2 separate regions of the Mustela erminea genome follow, and region 1 is linked to region 2. Evidence: chromatin contacts called from public Hi-C data. All regions are on one chromosome and are shown on one strand. The core of a region is the stretch at or near the end of the contact, and the rest is flanking DNA. Distances in the headings are between cores, read along the strand shown. Region 1 holds the start of GSTZ1 (maleylacetoacetate isomerase). Region 2 holds the start of SPTLC2 (serine palmitoyltransferase 2).

What was found. Hi-C and Micro-C count contacts between places; a contact is called where the count stands out from the background.
Region 1: a Hi-C map of spleen shows a contact between it and region 2, with 5 times the contacts expected there. The contact joins the promoter of GSTZ1 here to the promoter of SPTLC2 in region 2. A contact is called at or near these places in 2 of 3 Hi-C or Micro-C datasets (skeletal muscle and spleen).

The regions. Positions count from the first base shown.
Region 1 is chr5:130,106,522-130,110,925 of mMusErm1.Pri, forward strand. It overlaps GSTZ1 (maleylacetoacetate isomerase), which reads right to left and starts at 1,961. Exons shown (of 9, transcript XM_032344829.1): 1 at 1,872-1,961. The coding sequence starts at 1,886. POMT2 (protein O-mannosyl-transferase 2) reads left to right here and starts at 2,140. Exons shown (of 21, transcript XM_032344827.1): 1 at 2,140-2,615. The coding sequence starts at 2,158.
Region 2 is chr5:129,843,460-129,848,099 of mMusErm1.Pri, forward strand. It overlaps SPTLC2 (serine palmitoyltransferase 2), which reads left to right and starts at 1,753. Exons shown (of 12, transcript XM_032344811.1): 1 at 1,753-1,989. The coding sequence starts at 1,861.

The DNA of each region.
Region 1 (4,404 bases), core at 711-3,210, 260 kb after region 2:
ATAAAATATTTTTTAAAAAAATGTTTCAGTTGGTTGCCAACATTAACAAATCAGGATGTTTCATATACAAATCCTATTTGTTTTTTCTTATGAAGGCAGAGACAGTGGTCTTGGGTTCCTGAGTAACAACAACTGATAGGAGACAATTAACAGCCTCTTTCAGTCATGGCATGCCCTCTCTGATCTGCCCTGTGCCCTACCTGGCCCTCTTCTTTCATTTTTGTTACCTTGAGGCACTGGAGGAGGCTGAGTGCGTGATCTCTGATCTGAAGTTTAAGAGAAGTTTATTAAACTTCCCGGTGCTTCTTGAGTGATCAGCATTTCAAAGCAGGGCCCAGGATGGAGCTATCAGTAATTAGCTCTCATGCATCTTTGGGAAGACATAGGTGTATCCATATGATTAAGGAGAGAGAACACAGCAGAACTTCTAGATCACCCCTGTCTACCATCCCTCTGACTACAGATATTTCACTCAAGTTCCCTCTGCCTTCCGCACCCCTCAGCACATCAAACTGCTCTGTGACCCTGCCTTACCATCCCTGAACTACCAATTCATCTTCTAGGTGGGCAAGGGCACTGCGGGAACCTAGGCCCTCCCAGGTTGGTTTCCAGGTCTGGAAGTTCCAGCCTGTACTGGAGACACTTTTGTAGGGAAAGTAAAGACGGTCCTGGTTCGGAGAGCAGGTGATAGACAGCAGGTGTCTTTATAAGGGGAGGAGTTAGGAGGCCAAAATTAGAGGTACCCTACTCCAAGGTACATCCCTGTCCTTGTCTGATCAGGCTGGAAGGGCCCTTGGGGCCATCTGGCCGGGACTGCTGGTTAGGGATGGGACCACTGGAGAGCCTGAGACATTAGCTTGGAATCCCTGGAGAAATGCCTTACCGAATTAATAAATGTTCCATCTTGACCTGTACTGAGGGTGACCACAGAGTCACTGTGAATGCCACTGCTCTCCAGTTACCTGCTTATGGACCATCAGGATTTATAATGGAGAGCACCTTCTGCTCTTCCTCTTACCAGTGATAACTATATCAACTGTCCCGCGTTCCTTCTTGCACTTGTTTTAAAGCCCAAGTAAAATATTCGTCTCATTACCACTCCTGGAGGAACCTCATTTCCAATTCAAATATGGATTCTGACCACTCTAGCAGATTTTATTTTAAAACCGTTTCTCACGCCTCGTTTTGAGAGAAAGCCTCCTAAAATCCCATTTGGGAGTGGGAGAGCTATGCATTATTAAGATGATGCTAATTCCATCTGGTGTGGCCTGCCATCTTCCTTGGTGGTTCTCAAACTTGAATAAGACTTCAAAACGCTCATGGAGGCGCTTATTAAGCATGCAGATTCTTGGGTCCCTTCCCCCAAAGATGACCCCAGGGAAAACTCCCCAGGAGATGGAGAGGACTTTAAGTGCTAGTGCCTCCCCACCACCCAACCCCAAGAGCTCTCTCCAAGTGCAAACCACCCGGGAAGGCCCTACGCTAACAGTTAGAACCCGTCGGGCCGACTGGTAAGGAACAGCACGCGGGATATAAGGAAGAGGGAGGCAAGGGACGACGTCTGGAAAGCCCGGCAGAAGGGACAGTGAGAGACAGGTGAAGCGCGAGAGTACAGCGACTCCACAGCGCCCCGCACACTCCAGGAGCGTAAGCCGCCTGCAGCCCCAACCTCCCCGGACTACAAGCCCCAGCGAGCAGCGGGAAGCGGGCAGCGCGCAGGCGCAGAACAGAGCCCGCGAGGCGCTCTGCATGCCGGGAGTTGTGCGTTGTGGAAGCCGTAGGAAGGGGGCGAGCGGCGCACCTTTTGACCCCCGCCCCACAGGGTTTCTCATTCTCAGTGGCGCCCCTATCCCCGGATGTGTGGAACAGACCTTCCCCGCTTGCATCTCGCACCTCCGGCCACCCTTCTTCCAGGCCGGGAGACTTCGCGCCTGGGACTCTCCTACTCGTCCCGCACCGAGGCCCAGTGAGGCCCCGACACGTCAGAACCAGCGCTTCCGTCGTGGTAAAGCGAGGGGTTGGGCTAGAATGATCTTTTCGGTCCCGTCTGGGTCGCCCCGCCCTGCCGCCACGCCCCCCCTCCCGGCGCTGCTGGGAGTTGCAGTTCCTTGAGCCCGTTTCCTCCCCGGCCGGCCCGCCGGGCCCGGGCCATCCGTCATGCTCTGCGCCACCAGCCGCCTCCTAGCGGCCCGGACGGCGACCGCGCTCCCCGCGCAGCCCAGAGGCCGGGGCCCCGGCGCCCGCTGCCGGCGCAGGGAACTACATTTCCCAGGGCACCCCGAGGTGCCCCTGGGTGAGTTCTTGGCGGGGCGGCTCGCAAGATCGAGCGTTTCGGCCAGCCGGAGGGCGATCCTGAGGAGGGGCAGGATGCCGCCGGCGGTGGGCGGAGGCCCCGCAGGGTCCGAGCTGCGTCCCCGGCGGGGCCGCTGTGGGCCCCAGGTCACTAGGGCTGTGGGCCCGGACGTGGCTGCCCAGCCTGCAGCGCGGAGCCCCAAACGGCCTGCTCGGGGCTCGCGGCGCTTCGAGGCAGCCGGCCGGTGGGCCCTGCTGGCCCTGGTGACGCTGCTGTCCTTCGCCACCCGCTTCCACCGTCTGGACGAGCCGCCGCACATCTGGTGAGTGACAGAAGGGACTCGGCGGATCCCGTGGCAACGGGGTGGGAACGATGCACCCTCTGATTGGCCCGGGGGCACGGAGGGGGCGGGAATCACAGGGGGAGGGGCGGGGCTGCGCAGGAGAAACAGGTTGCGGGAGGTTGCTTTGGCCAGGTGCAGTGTATGTGAGAGGAGTCATTTCTGCTCCCGTGGGTGGCAGTGGGATTCCTTAGGATCCGAGGAGTCTCAGACTGTGTCTTTGACCTTCCAAGGAGAACTGGAAATTCTTAGTACAGAATTTCCTAAGGCCTGAGTTCCTAATCTGCAGGATTTCCAGGCATCAAGGGAGGTGAAAATCATCCTTGGGAGCAGGGACAATTTGTGTGTCCAGAGATGGTGGCAGGGGTCTCTCCTTGTGAGGAGAGACTTGTTTTCTTAAAGATTTTATTTTGTAGGACTTAGATTTTATGAGATAAGAGTAAAAAGTCTCCAGCTAGAAGGAGGAAAAGTTTTGCGCAATCTGAAAATGGTTAATTTGTTTAGCCAACAAGTGATAACATGTTTTGTTGGTATCCCTGACTAGAAGGTTAGTGTAGGGGATGTTAAAAATGGAACTCCTTGACCAAAAAGCAAGCCAGCTAACAAACTACCTGGGCTATCCTACTTGGAAGTGAATAAATTCGTTTGTTATTGTTTCATGAATGCTGGCAGAAGACATGAGACTCCTGGGTCAGAGACAAAGGACTCATTACTCACAGGGTAGGAGGCAGCATGAATATCAACATACTGGATTAAGTTTGAATCTTCCCTCCCTCCTCCACCCTGCTGATCAGCAGTTGTTAGGGGGAAAGAAAGACAAATCATGTCCAGGTATGGTCCAGGAAGAATCTAAAATGTTCAAAATATGGGTTTATGTAACCCTCCACCTCTTCTGTCCAAGAGGAGATGAACCCTTTCTGGTGATGACTGCATTAGGTGATGAAACTGCTTTACCAAGGTGTGTGAACCAGGAGGAGGTGAGGGAAGTAGAGTCAGAAATCATTTTGAGAAGATTGTTCTGCGCTCAACAATATCAAATGTGTTCGGAGGGTAAGGAGTGTGGAATGCCATCAGATACTTCTACTGACTGTTGGCTCATTATTTTGTGGCCATTGCAAAAAAAAAAAAAAGGTATGCTATTGTCAGACTTAGATGGTTTGGAATGACATAGTTTAGTTTCAATTACTGCAGTAACATATGTGGAGTTAGATGGTTGGACTGGAACAGCATCATCAACAGGTTAACCTGAAAAAGTGTCAGTAGCAGTGAAGTGCCAATGATAGCCCGAAGAGGGATACAAAGTCCTAATACTTTAGGACTAATAAAGTCCTAAAGTCAGTTTCCTTGGAGCAGGCAGGGCCAATGCCCCCATTGTGGCCTCCTTTATTGCAGGATGAATTGGCCAACTTTTGGCAGGAGTCACAAGTCAGCACAATGCAGTGATGGCTTCTGCTTCAGAAACTTATAGCCCTTTACTTTGTGCCCAGTCCATGATGGTAGATGTGTTTCCACATGTGGAGCATTGATGAATCCTGATTACAATCTGTAACAGTCTGTTTGGTACAGGCTTGATCTGCAGCTTGATTTCAGTCAGTCTTAACAGAATCCTGGTCCTCACTGTGGGCGTCCATATGAGTGATCCAGATTGTCCCACTGACAGGCAGCCATGACTGTTTTGCCACAATTCTTGGCTCTAAAGAGGGGTAATTTAAATTTCTCAGTATATAGTCCTCTAGGTGGCACACCAGAAGCTAGACTAATGGCAAAAGCC
Region 2 (4,640 bases), core at 503-3,002:
ATTTTCTTTTCACAAATTTATGTTCTTTGGGATCATAGTGTTTATTGACTCAAAGAAGGTGTCTGCTCTGTCCACTTGCTGTGAGATTGTTTAGCTCCTAAACCATGAAAAGCTGATAGCTTGTCAATCCCTTTCCTAAAGATGGGGTAGGGGGAAGAAGGCAGGGGATCTTATATGCCCATTCAGCAATTAAAAATAACCAACACTTGGGGTGCCTGGGTGGCCCAGTCGGTTGAGCATCTGATTTTTTATTTGGGCTTAGGTCATGATCTCAGGGTCCTGGGATTGAGCCCCAAGTAGAGCTCCATGCTCAGTGGGGAGTCTGCTTGCGGATTCTCTCTCTCTCTCTGCCTCTCCCCACTCACACTCTCTCTTTCTTTTTCTCTAAAAGAAATAAATCTTTTAAAAAAATAACAAACACTTAATGAATTTTTACTAATGACCAGTTGTTGTTGTTTTTAGACTTTGTTAATCTTTTTTTTGACAGGGAGAGATACAGGGAGAAAGGGAACACAAGCAGGGGGGAGAGGAAGGGAGAACAAGCCCCCCGTGGAGCAGGGAGCCCCCATGCCGGGCTTTTTCCTGGGAATCTGGGATGATGACCTGAGCCGAAGACAGAAGCTTAACAACTGAGCCACCCAGGCACCCCCAGTGGCCAGGTCTCATACAAAATACTCTGTATGTATTAAGGCAAATCCTCAGGACAACTATTATTATTTCCACTGAACAGATGGAAGACATAGTGCTCCCTCAGCTAATAAGTGACACAGACAGGATTCAAACCCAGAGCACCTCCAGAGTCAATACTAACTACGACACTAGTTAAATACTTAACTTACGACACAGTTAAATACTTAACTACGACACTAAATTTTTGTAGGTAACCAAAAGTCTCTTGTTATGATGTAGACCCACTTCCTTTCTAACCCCAATGGGAAGATAGAACTCGAGGGGTGCAGAACAATATTTATTATGCTTTTACTATGGGTCAGGCATCATGATGGGTGAGCCTATGAAACAAAGTATTAACTCTATTTTAGAGAAGTTGGCTCCGAACGTGGCTAAATACTGGAGGTATGTCTTTCAGTTATTAGCAGAGTTGGAATGAGGCCAGGTTTCCTGACTCTCAAGGAAGTACTCTTTAAAGGAAATCGTACAGAAAACCCTGATTAGGGACAAATGTGAAGGGCAAAGAGGCATCCGAATTATTAAGAAATGTGCTGATGTAGGCAGCGTACTGAAGAATGTTGAGAGAATACCAAAAATGCTATTCTATAGATACCCACAAAGGAATTCCTTGATTAAATAAAGGAGCCCTGTCACCGCCTAGAATTCCCATCCCAGAACTTCCCCGGAGGCAAGGGCAGAGAGGGCGCCACCTGTGCAGGGGAACCGGCAACCCGCTCTGGACACCAGGGCTCAGCCCCCTTCCTCTCCTCACATTCTAATTGGCCGACTTCTTCCTGGGCCCCCGCCTCCTCTGCGTGGACCGAGGGGCCGCCGACCCCTCCCCAGACCCCCTCCTCGACACCCGCGAGCCGCCTTTGCTGTCGCCCGTGACTGGCCCGACCGCAGCATGGGATCCGCCTCCCCTCCTCCAGATTGGCCAGCAGTCCCCAGGCTCCGGTCCCTCCTGTCCGCCGGCCCCGCCCCATTTCCCCTCGGCAGCGGGGCCTCGGGCGAGCCCCCGCCTCCGCGGGAGCGGGCCCCGCCCCCTGTGACGGCCGGGCCGGTAATTGGCGGCGGCGTGCAGCCATTTCCGGTTTCGGGGAGGTGGGTGGGGTGCGGAGCGGGACTGGAGCGGCCGCCGCCTGGGCCGCCGCCTACAGAGCCTTCCTTGCGCCTGGTGCTGCCGGGACGATGCGGCCGGAACCCGGAGGCTGCTGCTGCCGCCGCCCGCTGCGGGCGAACGGCTGCGTGGCGAACGGGGAAGTGCGGAATGGGTACGTGAGGAGCAGCGCCGCAGCCGCCGCAGCCGCCGCCGGCCAGGTATGGTGGGGCCGGGCTGAGCCGGAGGTGGCGGGCTGGGACCCCGCGAGCTGCGTCCGTGCGGAGCCGGCAGAGGGGGCGGTGGGGCGGGGCGAGGTCGCGGTGACCGTCCGCGGGGTCGGGCGCCGGGCGCGGCTCAGGTGTGCTGGCGGCGGTGTCCCGGCGCTGACCGGGCCTGCCCCAAGCGGGAGGCTCAAGGGCGGCGTGGGGGCTCCCTCGTGTCTCGGCGTCGGAGGTCGTCCTCCGGAGGTTTGGGCTCTGCTCCAAGTCCGAGGACCTTCCTCCCGCCGATCTGGCCAGAAATACGCGCCGGCCCTCGGGGAGGGTCCACTCGAGGGCTCTTGGTTCTTTCTCTCGAGGCTCCCGCCTTATGTCCTCGAGGCGATTGCTTCCTCTTAGAGTCCTGAAACCCTCCCAGGAAAACCATCCTCGGGGGCCTCAGGAGGCCAAGAAAGTTAGACGGTGATACCAGACCGATCAACACCCAGGTCTCTTCCTGCCATATACCTAGCCCTTCTGCAAGCAAGGCACTGGACCGCACGTCTGGCAGTGAACCCGGGCTGGTGCCTCACTAGCCTTCTGGTCTTACTCAGCCTGCGGTGGGACCCCAGCCCGGGCTCCAGGTTGAGTTAGGTGGTCCCTGGGAGCGGGAGTGCTGTCACCCAAGGGGCTTGCTGAACCCAGGGGGTGACTTGTGATGAGTCTCCAAACCAGTTAACCAAGGCTGAATCCCAGCCAAGTCCAGGGAGTTCTGAAATACTTTGAAAAGGTTTGAATTGAAGGCAGTAATTAGGAACAGCCTTCCAGTTCTCTGGATGGACAGATTCTCCTGAAATGTGTTTTTAAAGAGGAGCTGGTTAAAAAGATGAAGAGATCAGTGTTGCTGGAACAGTGTTGTAAGATTTGCAGTTGACTTTAATAGTTATACATACCGTTTAGATATTAAGGAAAACGTGTTTTTTTTGTTTTTGTTTTTTTGTTTTTTTTGCGCCAAAGTCAACTGTTCTGAACAGCAGTAGTGTGACTATTGTGATTTAGTTTGTCTTTAATATAGATATGTAGCAGCTTCCTCCCCCCAGTCAGTAGATAGGATAGATAGGCCTGTTACTGTTTAGTGTGAAACAGAAAATAAAATCATTCCTCTGGGTCATGTTGACATAGCAAGGCTGTGAGAGTTGGAGCGAAAACACATGAAAGAGCCTTGACCTCCCCTGAAGTTGTAAGGTTGAAAGCACCATAATGCACAGATTCCAAAGATTTATTGTCATTTTTAAAGAAATAATTGAGTGAGAGAGGAAGTGTAAGAACACTCTCATTATTGGCTGTGTAAGGGGTTGTTGTTTTTAGCAACATAAATGGCTAATAAGACAAATTTGCTGTGATAATGTAACAGGAAAACCTGATGGGTGAGAGTCAGAAAATACTTTGCAGATGAAGGAGTGGATTATGATTTTTTAATAGGGAAAAGGAAGTCAAGAGAAAGGTGTTCAGAGGTGTTTTGTGTTCAGGAACTCTTTTTTCATTTAACATAGGAGTTATGTTCTGATTTAATAGTAAATTTCTCCCATGATCTCTAATAGTCTAGCATTTATAGGTACAATATTATTTTAGAGGTTGCCAACTAATAGTAAGATGAAGACATATCAAGTTGCTAAAGTGAAATTTTAAAATGTGTATGGCTCTAGCATCTGGCTGATTTTTTTCTAGTGTATTTTAGTGAAAAATTCCACTCAGGTCATTGTGGTGGCATCTGGAAGACTGGGCTACTGGAATGCCTGAAAAAATGGTTAGGCTTCCAGTTATCACTTCTAGAAAACTCTTTGTCACAAGTGTTTTTAAAACAAAGACTTGGGGCGCCTGGGTTGTTGCTCAGTGGATTAAGTCTCTGCCTTCGGCTCAGGTCATGATCCCAGGTTCTTGGGATCGAGCAGCGAGCCTGCTTCCCTTTCTCTCTTCCTGCCTGCCTCTCTGCCTATTTGTGATCTCTGTCTGTCAAATAAATAATAAATAAAAATCTTTAAAACAAAGACTTTAGGGATATAGCTTTGTACATGAATGTGAGGACTATTATCTATTAGGTTTTTGTTTTGTTTTGTTTTCTTAAGTAAAAGAGAGGTTTTTGGTAACTTCATGGGAACAAGCGTTATCTTTAAAATACTTTAAGTTGGTTTTGTTTCAGTTACAGTGATAGTGCACCAACCCATATTTATTTTCCCCTACTTTCTAGGGGAAATGTTGCCAATTATGCCATAAAAATACACCTAAGATGTTAAGTGTGCAATTGTGTGTCATCTTTTAACTAAAATATAAATTTAGAGGGTTTTTTTTTTTTAAAGATTTTATTCATTTATTTGAGGGAGAAAGAGAGAGCATGAGTGGGGGGAAGGTCAGAGGGAGAAACAGACTCCCCATGGAACTGGGAGCCCCACGCAGACTTGATCCAGGGACTCTGGGATCATGACCGGGATCATGACTGCAGAAGGCAGTCGCTTCACCAACTGAGCCACCCAGGCTCCCTAAATTTAGAGTTTTTAAACCTGGAATATACATTCATTTCCTCACATATCCCACCATTTGTCTTTTAATGAACAGGAGAGAGGTTAGGAGCTTCTAGGATTCCTTCACACTCTCAAGAGTTTTAGTGTTTGAAG